Linked DNA regions of Ovis aries: region 2 is linked to region 1. The links are chromatin contacts, called in public Hi-C maps. All regions are on one chromosome and are shown on one strand. The core of a region is the stretch at or near the end of the contact, and the rest is flanking DNA. Distances in the headings are between cores, read along the strand shown.

What was found. A called contact is a pair of places that touch in the nucleus more often than the background predicts.
Region 2: a contact with region 1 is called in a Hi-C map of mixed tissues, with 1.6 times the contacts expected there. The contact joins two enhancer-like sites. A contact is called at or near these places in 3 of 16 Hi-C or Micro-C datasets (liver, mixed tissues and tail adipose tissue).

What each region holds. Positions count from the first base shown.
Region 1 is chr13:75,822,628-75,827,293 of ARS-UI_Ramb_v3.0, reverse strand. ZMYND8 (zinc finger MYND-type containing 8) reads left to right here. Exons shown (of 23, transcript XM_060397086.1): 12 at 2,483-2,964. Among named protein-coding and RNA genes, the nearest start is that of ZMYND8, 64 kb to the left of the region's middle. Within about 2 kb of position 2,268, at least 4 of the 54 cell types and tissues checked have an H3K27ac peak or open chromatin away from gene starts, as enhancers often do.
Region 2 is chr13:75,868,495-75,873,381 of ARS-UI_Ramb_v3.0, reverse strand. The region is part of intron 2 of ZMYND8 (zinc finger MYND-type containing 8); the gene reads left to right. Among named protein-coding and RNA genes, the nearest start is that of ZMYND8, 18 kb to the left of the region's middle. Within about 2 kb of position 2,886, at least 8 of the 54 cell types and tissues checked have an H3K27ac peak or open chromatin away from gene starts, as enhancers often do.

The sequences.
Region 1 (4,666 bases), core at 1,019-3,518:
AGGGTACCGGTCAGATGCGTCTCCCCAGTATCCCTCCAGGTAGGGGCTCATCTTCCACCTCACCAACAGAGTGGAGGCTGGCCCAGTGAAGGGGCCTCAGCTGTCGGGGCCGCCTGGAGCTCCCTGCTGCTCCTCAGAGCCCCATTTTGGTTCCAACTCCTGCCCACTCGGCTGAAAGCTCTGGAAGCCCCGCAGACGCTGGCCCTGGGGGCATCTGGCTCCTGCCCAGCCCTCGTTCTGCCTGGCTGCACCTTTGGCTCCTCGGTCCTCTGCAGAATGACAGCAGTGAGTGGGAGCGGATGAGAAGCGGATAGTTTCCAGCACTGTGAGGGTGCGGGTGGGTATTTTGAGGGGTTCCGTGTTCATATGCATCGTGACCTAGCATCACCAAGAGCTGTGAGCTGTGGGTAGCCAGCCTGTACCCTGGACTCTGCCCCATGGCCGGGCTTTGTTTCTCCCTGGTGGTTTCCTCTTAAAAAATAGGAAGGAGATGCTCTTAACTTTTGGGTAAAAGAGAAGATAGAAAGTTTATATTTTCTACTTTAAAATTTTGAAAGACTTGGTGTTGGGTCCACATTCCCAAGGCACTCTGATAGCACCTGAGTAGGGGGTCCTTGCATTAGACCGGGTGTGAGTTTCCCACCCACTGTCCCCACTAAGTGTTGCTCCCCATGGCTTTGTACCTGACTTGAGTTTATGGTCTGTGAAATCCCTGAGGTCTCCTTGGAAACGCAGATTCCTACCAGATTCCCATCTACCCGCTGGGTTGAGGCTAGGGGCATGAGGTATCGCAAAGGCACACCCCGAATGCTCTTATATCTACTCTTGCCTTCCCCAGAGCATGGTGGTTTTGTTTCCATCTCCTGCCTGCCTTCACTTGGGTGGCTGATTCCAGAAAAGCAGCTCACGTTCTAGTGGATTTCTGCAGAGCACACTAGGATGTGAGGGCTGATGGTAGGAAGACAGAACTAGCCTGAATCAAGAGTTGAAGAGCTCATACCTCAAAGCTAATAGGCTGTTTTCCCATTTTTATCCATGTGAATTATCTCACATTCAGAACGCTTTTTAGGGTTGTGGTTTTCTAACCTTTCCTTCTAGTCCCATGGAGAATCGCAGTTTTAAAAGAGAAAAGAAACCTCTTTATGTCTGAGTACATGAGAGTGAGATTTGGGCAATAATTATCTTCTCGGAGGTGTGGTCTAGGATCCAGACTGTTTTCTTACTCTCTACCAACGCAGAGGCAGAGGGAATTTATTATTTTTTTAATGGATTAAACCGACTAAGCTATTGAGCCTTTTAAAATGTAGCTGAGTGTCTTGTTCACATTCCGTCCTTGTGACAGAACGTACCCGTTAAGTGGATTGTTAATTAACCATTCAAACCAAGTCATTTTTAAAAAATGGAATATGTGTTTAAGAATCTTGGTAATTCCACCAGGATAATTTGGTTTGCGTTAAGGAAAAAAAGAAAAAACACCATTCTGGAAACAACCTAGGTGGCCATCGAGAGATGAATGGATGGAGTAAATGTGGTCTCTGCACACAGTGGATACTGTTCTGCCTTAAGAAAGATGAAGCATCGCAGCTGTACCAGAAGGACTTTGGGCAACGTGGAATAAGCCCTTTCCACGAATACTGCATGATTCCAATTGTAGGAGGTATCTGAGATAGGTTCATAAAATCACCGAGTAGAGTGGTGGTTGCCAGGGGCTGGGGACTGGGGAAAAAGGGTGACTACTGATTAACAGATAGAAAGTTTCAGTAAACAGCCTGAATAAGCTTTAGAGAGCTGGCATATACCTACAGCTAGCTGTTGAAAAATGTTGCCTGCTCTATCAGTAGACAGAGGACGGTACTGCCATCAAGCCAGTACAGACACCCAGATGATGAACCCTGAGGGAGCTTAGGATGGAGACAAATGGGTACCCAGCTGCCAAGTGCTCAGCTGCTGCAGCCACCCCCCAGTGGTGCACCCTGAGGGGACTCAGGCTGAGAAAGCCCCAGATAGCTAAGGTGCATGTCAGAGGAAAGATTTCAGTGAACCCAGACTGTTGCATCTCCCTAGACTGAGAAAAATGCTGAATTCCTTAACACAAGCTGTCTGGTTTTTCTTTAATAGGAATCTTTTGAAGTTCTGGCTACCTGGTCTTTGTTGCAAAAAAACTCCTGTGTATCCTGACTCCTCCCTTGCTTCTTTGGAGCAGTCTCTCAGCGTGATCTGAGAGTCTGCGTCCAGGGCTAAAGTCCTCAATTTTGTCTGCCAAATAAAACATAATTCTCAACTTTTAGGCTGTGCTGTTTTTCCGTTGACACAGCAGTAATGTATGATACACTTGTTAAGAGAGTACATTTGTTAAGAGGGCAGATCTCAACTTAAGTGTTCTTGCACAATCAAATTTGAAAAAAAAAAAAAAAAAAAAGATTTAAAAATCTTGGAAACGACCAAGGCTGATTTAAACTCCCTTTCTCTTTTGTGCTCCCAGGGCCTGGGTTCCAATAAATAATTGCTACCTCATGTCTAAAGAAATTCCTTTTTCTGTGAAAAAGACTAAAAGCATCTTCAACAGTGCAATGCAAGAGATGGAGGTTTACGTGGAGAACATCCGCCGGAAGTTCGGAGTTTTTAATTACTCTCCATTCAGGACACCCTACACGCCCAACAGCCAGTACCAAATGCTGCTCGACCCCTCCAACCCCGGTGCTGGTGCCGCCAAGATGGACAAGCAGGAGAAGGTCAAGCTCAGCTTTGACATGACGGCATCGCCCAAGATCCTGATGAGCAAGCCGATGCTGAGCGGGGGCGCAGGCCGCAGGATCTCCTTGTCCGACATGCCTCGCTCCCCCATGAGTACAAACTCCTCCGTGCACACGGGCTCTGATGTGGAGCAGGACGCTGAGAAGAAGGCCACGTCCAGCCACTTCAGCGCCAGTGAAGAGTCCATGGACTTCCTGGACAAGAGCACAGGTCAGCCCCGGGGAGAGAGGGTGCAGGGGGTCCCTGCGACACAGGGGTTCTCATCTGGGGGACACCTGTCTGGCCCTGCCTACCTGGTGAGCATCACAGTCAGAGGGAGCTGGGTGGGGGGATCTCATCCCAGTGGAGCCGATTTTCAACTCTAAGTGAGTAAACCCATTGGGATTCTTGCTGGCGTCGTTCAGTCGCTACGTCGTGTCTGCCTCTTTGCGACCCCGTGGACTGCAGCATGGCCCCACAAATGAGAAAAGCGTTCCCCAAAGGCCAGCTGGAGGTCATTCCTAGAAGTGGGCAGAGGTGGCCAGAAATCCTTCAGAGTTCAGTTCAAATGCCTTGGAGATGAATCACAACTTCCTGCAATCGTTTTTTTTCTTTCTCAAGAATTTCATTTGAATGGAAACAGTATTTTTCGATCAAAACCAGATACTCGCATTACTGAAGGCTCAAATATTAGAGAAACATGTAAGGGAAACAAGAATCTTCTCTCCCCAGAGAGAGCAGAGTGCTCCCACTTCTTGAATGGTCCCAGCCCACTCCTCCCCGCGCCCTGCTCAGTCTACCAGTCACGTTGCATCTTGCAGCCTGGCTGCTGAAGCAGAGGTGGAGGAGGAGGGTGCTGGTCTCAGATCAGGTCCCATCTCTGTCATTTACTAGCTCTGTGGCTTTAGGCAAGGCGCCTGACCCTCCCATGCCTTGGTTTCCCCTCCTGTAACACAGCCATGATGATAGGCCCTGCCTCAGTGTTTCTTGTGAGGATTAATGAACCGATACACATAAGGGGTTTAGATAGTACCTAAGATAATAAGTGCTACAAAAATGTTGGCTGCTCTGTTATTTAGTCTGGTAGTCACTCATCCCATGCTGATATGGATCCGGAGAGGTGTTGCAAAGGAGGGGTGCTGGCTGAGTATAACAAAAGCAAGGATGACTTAAATTGAATTCTTTTTTATCTAGACATAATTCAGTTGCATGTTAAAAACCTATGAGGGGGCTTCCCAGGTGGTCCAGTGGCTGGGACTCTGAGCTCCCAATGCAGGGGACCCAGGTTTGATCCCTGGTCAGGGAACTAGATCCCAAACGCCGCAACTGAGACCTGGTGCAGCTAAATAAATAAATATTAAAAAAAATAAAACCTGTGAGAACTTTATGGTTTCCTCAAGGAAATGGGTTTACTGTCATTTTTCTTGAAACATGGCCTTTACTGTTTGCTCGCTTTTGTTCTTTGAGAGGCATAGCTAAAAAAAAAAAGCTTTACATAAACGTGATGATGAACGCAGGCAGCCTGCAGGCTCTGGGCTGAGGAGACTATCAGTGAACCTCAGGGCACATGCCCCATTCTCAAGGGTTTCAGCCCATGGTTGCTGCCCAGAAATGTGGACTTAGGGTTTCCACGTTTTAACATTCTTATAGAGAAATGCAGAATCTGCCTTTTTATGTAGATTCTCCAGTAATGAAAGTTCAGCTCAAACTGTGTTAAGGTATTTGCCAGAATGAATATAGCACATCCACAGGTTGGACCACCAGTATTTAGACTTCTGGCCAGAGCATTACCCTTGGATAGCCTTTCCCTACCCCCTCTCCCTACCTCCCTCCTTAACTCTTTCCCTTCTTTCCTTCACATAGAACTCTTTAGGGAGCAGGCATTGGGGATTTCCTGGTGGTCCAGGACTGCAAGGTCTCACTGCTGGGGCCT
Region 2 (4,887 bases), core at 1,637-4,136, 45 kb before region 1:
AATATGTCTCACTTGGTGTCACCAGCTGGGATTTTATTCCCCTCCCCGCCCGCCTCCTGTAAAAATGCCTGATTTAGAATCGTGATCCATGTAGCCCAGTTTCTGAAAGACCATGCATGAACCCAACAGAACACATCTCCGGGTCACAAGTGGTGGGAGAGTTGTGGGTTTGCATTCTCTGCAGGAGACTGGACACAGCACAGTTCAGTGTAGGATTTTAGCCACACGACGTAGGAGTGTGGCTCCTCCAAGGATAGGAACTTAAAGTCTGAAAAGTGATGGACGCTAGGCGCTCACGGCTCCATACAAAGGCTCTCCTGTTTGGGCTGCCTGTGTCTTGATCCTGGGATGTGTACATTTTGCAGTAATGATTGTGGTGTGCGGATGCCAGGCTGCCAAAGCTGAAACCATTTTTAAAAAATGTCTGTGTAATGTCACCCGCGCAAGGGAACGAGCCACTTGGAAACCCTGCACAGATGCAACGGAAGCCCAAGATATTAAAATCTCGAACAGTACCATTCTTGCTGAGATTTGCCTCGGTATGAATATGTTTTCCAAGACAGGAAGCTGGAGAATATACAATTACAGCAATTTGCTAACCAGCCCGACCTTAATTAGTACAGGATCCTCGTTCTCACTGTTGTATGTAAATTAAGCTTGTTTCACAAAGGGACTGTTTATGAGGACGGCTCTCAGACAGAGACCTTGTATCATTCTTTTTTTTTTTTTTTCCCCAAGGAAACTTTAAGAAACTATAACCGTAAACACCCATTAAATCACAGTGCGAGGCTGAAGTGCTGAGAATATTTCTTCTCAAAAATGAGCATCAGTATTTTTAACTCAATTTTGGCTCTTCACATTTCCTCCAGCCCGAGAAGTGTCATCCATATACTGTGCAGTGGAAGGAATTGATTTGCGAGTTAGATAACTACCAGATTGTTCCTCTCCCAACAAGGTCTAAAATATTCCTGCAACTCTTGAGAATTTTTGGATATGGCTTTCTGAATGAGAAACCTTCTACCTTCTCTTGGCCTGCAGAGCCTCGGTGCAGTCTGCCCGTGGAATCCTGTCAGCACCTTCTGTGCGATTTATCTTCATGGTTCACTCGTGGAAAACCCTGCGTTTGCCCCAGTTTTGAAGCCTGACCTACGTTACATGTTTATGTGACTGCTGTTGTTCCAGAAGACTGTGATCGACAATGAACCATTTTCAACCTTAGTTTCAAAAGAACCATCTCTCCTTTTTCCTTCTCCCAGTGCCTCTGGAGTTAACATTCTAGGTCTGAGGCCTTTTAGAGATCCTGGCGCTTTTTTTTTTTTTTGCTTGAAAGTTTCAAAGAGTAGTTATTTCACTTTGCTCCATTGGTGGAGGCCCCTTGATGATTAACTTGAGGGGAGCAAGCTTGGCAAGCCCACATCTCAGAGTTGGGGTGAGTGGGAGTGCCCCCCCCTGCCCAATTCTGTCTTACCTTCAGCTTTCCTGGAACCCAGAGATCGAGCATTTCAAAGGGAACAGTAACAAGGTTTTTATTTTTTAAGTATTATTATTATGTTTGGCCGATTTGTGCAGTGTGTGGGATCTTAGTTCTCCGACCAGGGATCGAACCAGTGCCTTTGGTGCTGAAAACACCGTTTCCTAACCACTGGACCACCAGGGAATTCCCAGCAACATGGTTTTTAATCCAGTCACAGAATTGTTCAGTGATCATCTCGTTGTTTATTCTTTCAGTCGTGTCCAACTCTTTTGCAACCCAGTGGACTGTGGCCCGCAAGGCTCCTCTGTCCATGGGATTTCCCAGGCAGGAATACTGGAGTGCATTGCCATTTCCTACTCCAGGGGACCTTCCCGACCCAGGGATCAGACCCTCATTTCCTGCATTGGCAGGTGGATTCTTTTACCACTGAGCTACCAGGGAAGCTTCGTTCAGTGAATCACCACAGTCTTATTTTGGAACATTTTCATCACCCCAGTAAAAACTCCCTAACCCTTTAGCAGTAACACCCCATTCATTGCCCAGTTATCCCAGCCCGTGGTGACCACGAGCCTGCTTTCTTCCTCTCTGGATTTGCTTACCTGGATCATTTCGTATAGATGGACTCATTTAGTATGTGAACGTTCATGTCTGACTTCTTCCTTGTAGATTAATGTTCTTATGCTTAGTCAGTCATGTTGTAGCACATATCACTTAAAAAAAAATTATTTGCTTATTTTAAGGCTGTGCTGAGTCTTAGTTGTGGCAAGCAACTTTGTGGCACGTCAACTTCTTAGGTGCAGCATGTGGGACCTGGTTCCCTGACCCAGGGATTGTACCCCGGCCCCTTGTGTTGGGCGCATAGAGTCTCAGCCACTGAACCACCAGGGAAGTCCCCTCACACCACTCCTCGATTCCTTTTTATGTCTGAATAATGTTCCATCGCATTATTCCATTGTCACATTTTGTTTTATTTATCCATTTATCTGTTGATGGACTTGAGTTGTTTCTTTTTTTTTTTTTGGCTGTCATGAAGAACAGTGCCGTAGACATTCGTGGGCCAGTTTTTATGTGGGTGTATGTTTTCATTTCTCTTGGATGTGGACCTCGGAGTGTGGTTATGGGGTCATAGGGTAGCTCTGTATTTAGCCTTTTGAGGAATGTACAGATTTTTGAACACGCGCAGGTCTTTTCCACATTTCCTTTCTTGACCTTGCGTCTTTCCTATTAGTGTTTCTCCTTTTTCGGGCCTCTCCATAGCCAAATTTGGTAAAAGGAGCGTCAGTATTTAGCTCTTGGTTTCCTTACTTCCTGCTGTGTTCTGCCAGCTCCGTGGTGGCATCCACCGAGAGGCTGCCTGTTAGCAGTTCCCGCCGGGCTTCCTGTAGACTCCAGTGGGCGGTGTCAGCACTTGGTGCCCTGATCTAGCAGAGGCAGTGGACACTGCTGATCATTCCCCTAGAACCTGCCTCTTCTTGTGCTTTTCCTCTAATTTCCCCGGCTCCTCCTCTTCTCCCCACTGCTAAGTGTTGGCATCGCTGAGAGCTTGGTTCCTCATCTTGCCCAGCACGTTCTTTCCCTGGGTGATCTCGCCCACATCTGTGGCTTTATGACTCAGGAATATCTTACTTCCAGCCTAGATGTTTCTTGAGTTATGATGCAGACGGCTAGCTGCCTACCTGACTGCCCGACCTGTTGGTCCTGGGCATCTCAAACTCAACATGTCCCAAACTGATTTCACTGTCTGCCTTCCCTCCTGCTCCCCTAACAAAATACCTGCTTCTCCCCCATGGTGAATAAGCCAGGACTCTGCCAGTTGGCTAGGCCAGGGATATGGGACTGAGCCTCGATTCTTCTATCCTTTTGCCCTTTTTTTGTTGCTTTCTTACAATAATACATTGTACCTATCACTCTTCTTCAGGTTATCACCAGTGAACTATACTAGTCTTTTTTTTTGGCTTCACCCAGCAGCATGTGGGATCTTAGTTCCCTCAAGCTTGCACCTCATGCATTGGAAGTGGGGCGTCTTAGCCACTCACTGGACCACCAGAAAAGTCCCTTTATTTTAACTGGGCTCCCATCTCTTAGCTGCCCTACCCTCCTGATCTTTCTAAAAGGAACCTCTCTTTCAGCTACCACCTTCTGCTTTGAAGTCTTAAGGGCTCACTTCTTGGTATTAGGATGAAGAGCAAAATCCTAAAACCCTTGTGTGTGAGCCTTGCCCGCTTTTCCAGCCTCCTGCCTCTGTGTGCCCCTTTCTCTCTACTCCCACCACACTGATCTTTTCAGATCCTCCGAAGGAAGGTCCTCCGCTCTCTTTTTTCCTCCTAACATCCTACCTCCCCTGGATGCTCAGGCTCCAGGTGGGGCTGGGTCCTGCCTTTTGTTTTCGTGTAGCTTGCTTTCCCCAGTGCCCGTTGTACCACCACTTGTTCCTGTTCCAGTTGGAGCACAATAAATATATCTCTTGAATGAATGAGCGTGACTTGACTTTGCCTACCAGGTGGATAGAACTCCTGGAGAAGGAAGTAAAAGCACCCTTTCAGCTAGAGTGGATGGCTTTGTTTCCAGCATCTTCTCTGCCTGGAAATAATTACCTAAGCTCAAATTTCTTCTCTCTCTGAAGTGATCGGTGGCTTGTCTGTCTTTCCCCCCCCAGGGATATGGGGCTTTTTGAAATGGCCCCCTTCCCTTTGATTTCTTTCCTTCCCCAGGTATTAAGCCCACTTGTAACAGCCCCTTTTCCAAACACAAGTGCGATTGTCTTGCTTGCCTGCTTTGGGTTGCTGGTGGCTCCTGAAGATGACCCCAGCCCTGAGTTGAGATTCAAGGCCCTACTCCATCTGTGCTTTCTGGGGCTCTGGTCAGTGTCCCTGCAGAACCTGCCCCTTCTATTCAGCCTGTCCGACCTGAGTGCCTACCGGCTCCCTCCTGCTCCTCGCCGGGTCATAGGTTTGTCCATCTTTCCAGGCTGCTCTCCCCAGGACCTGTCTTCTCCATGTCCTCAGGGACCCAGGCTCCCCTCTTGTGGAACCTTCCCTGGGGAAATTCCCTAGCAGTCTGTCAAGTGGTTAGGACTTCATGGTTTCACTGCCCGAGGGTACAAGTTCCATCCCAGGTCAGGGAACTAAGATCCTGCAAGCTGCAAGCATGGTGAAGAAAAAAGAAATCACCCCGAAAAGTCCCCTAAATTGGCCAGGAAAAGGAAATAATTGGTAATCCGCTCTGATCAGACATTCTCACACATCCTGAAGGTTTGAAAAATTTCCAACCTAGGCTGAAGGTGGCAAGTCCACAAACATTTCTAGCCCCCCGAATCATTTTGCTCTGAAGGCTACTACCAGATTCTTCCCTTAGGCACAGGTGGAGGATTCTGAAGGGGCCTGCTTGCCTGCTGAACTTCCTCCCTTGTCTGT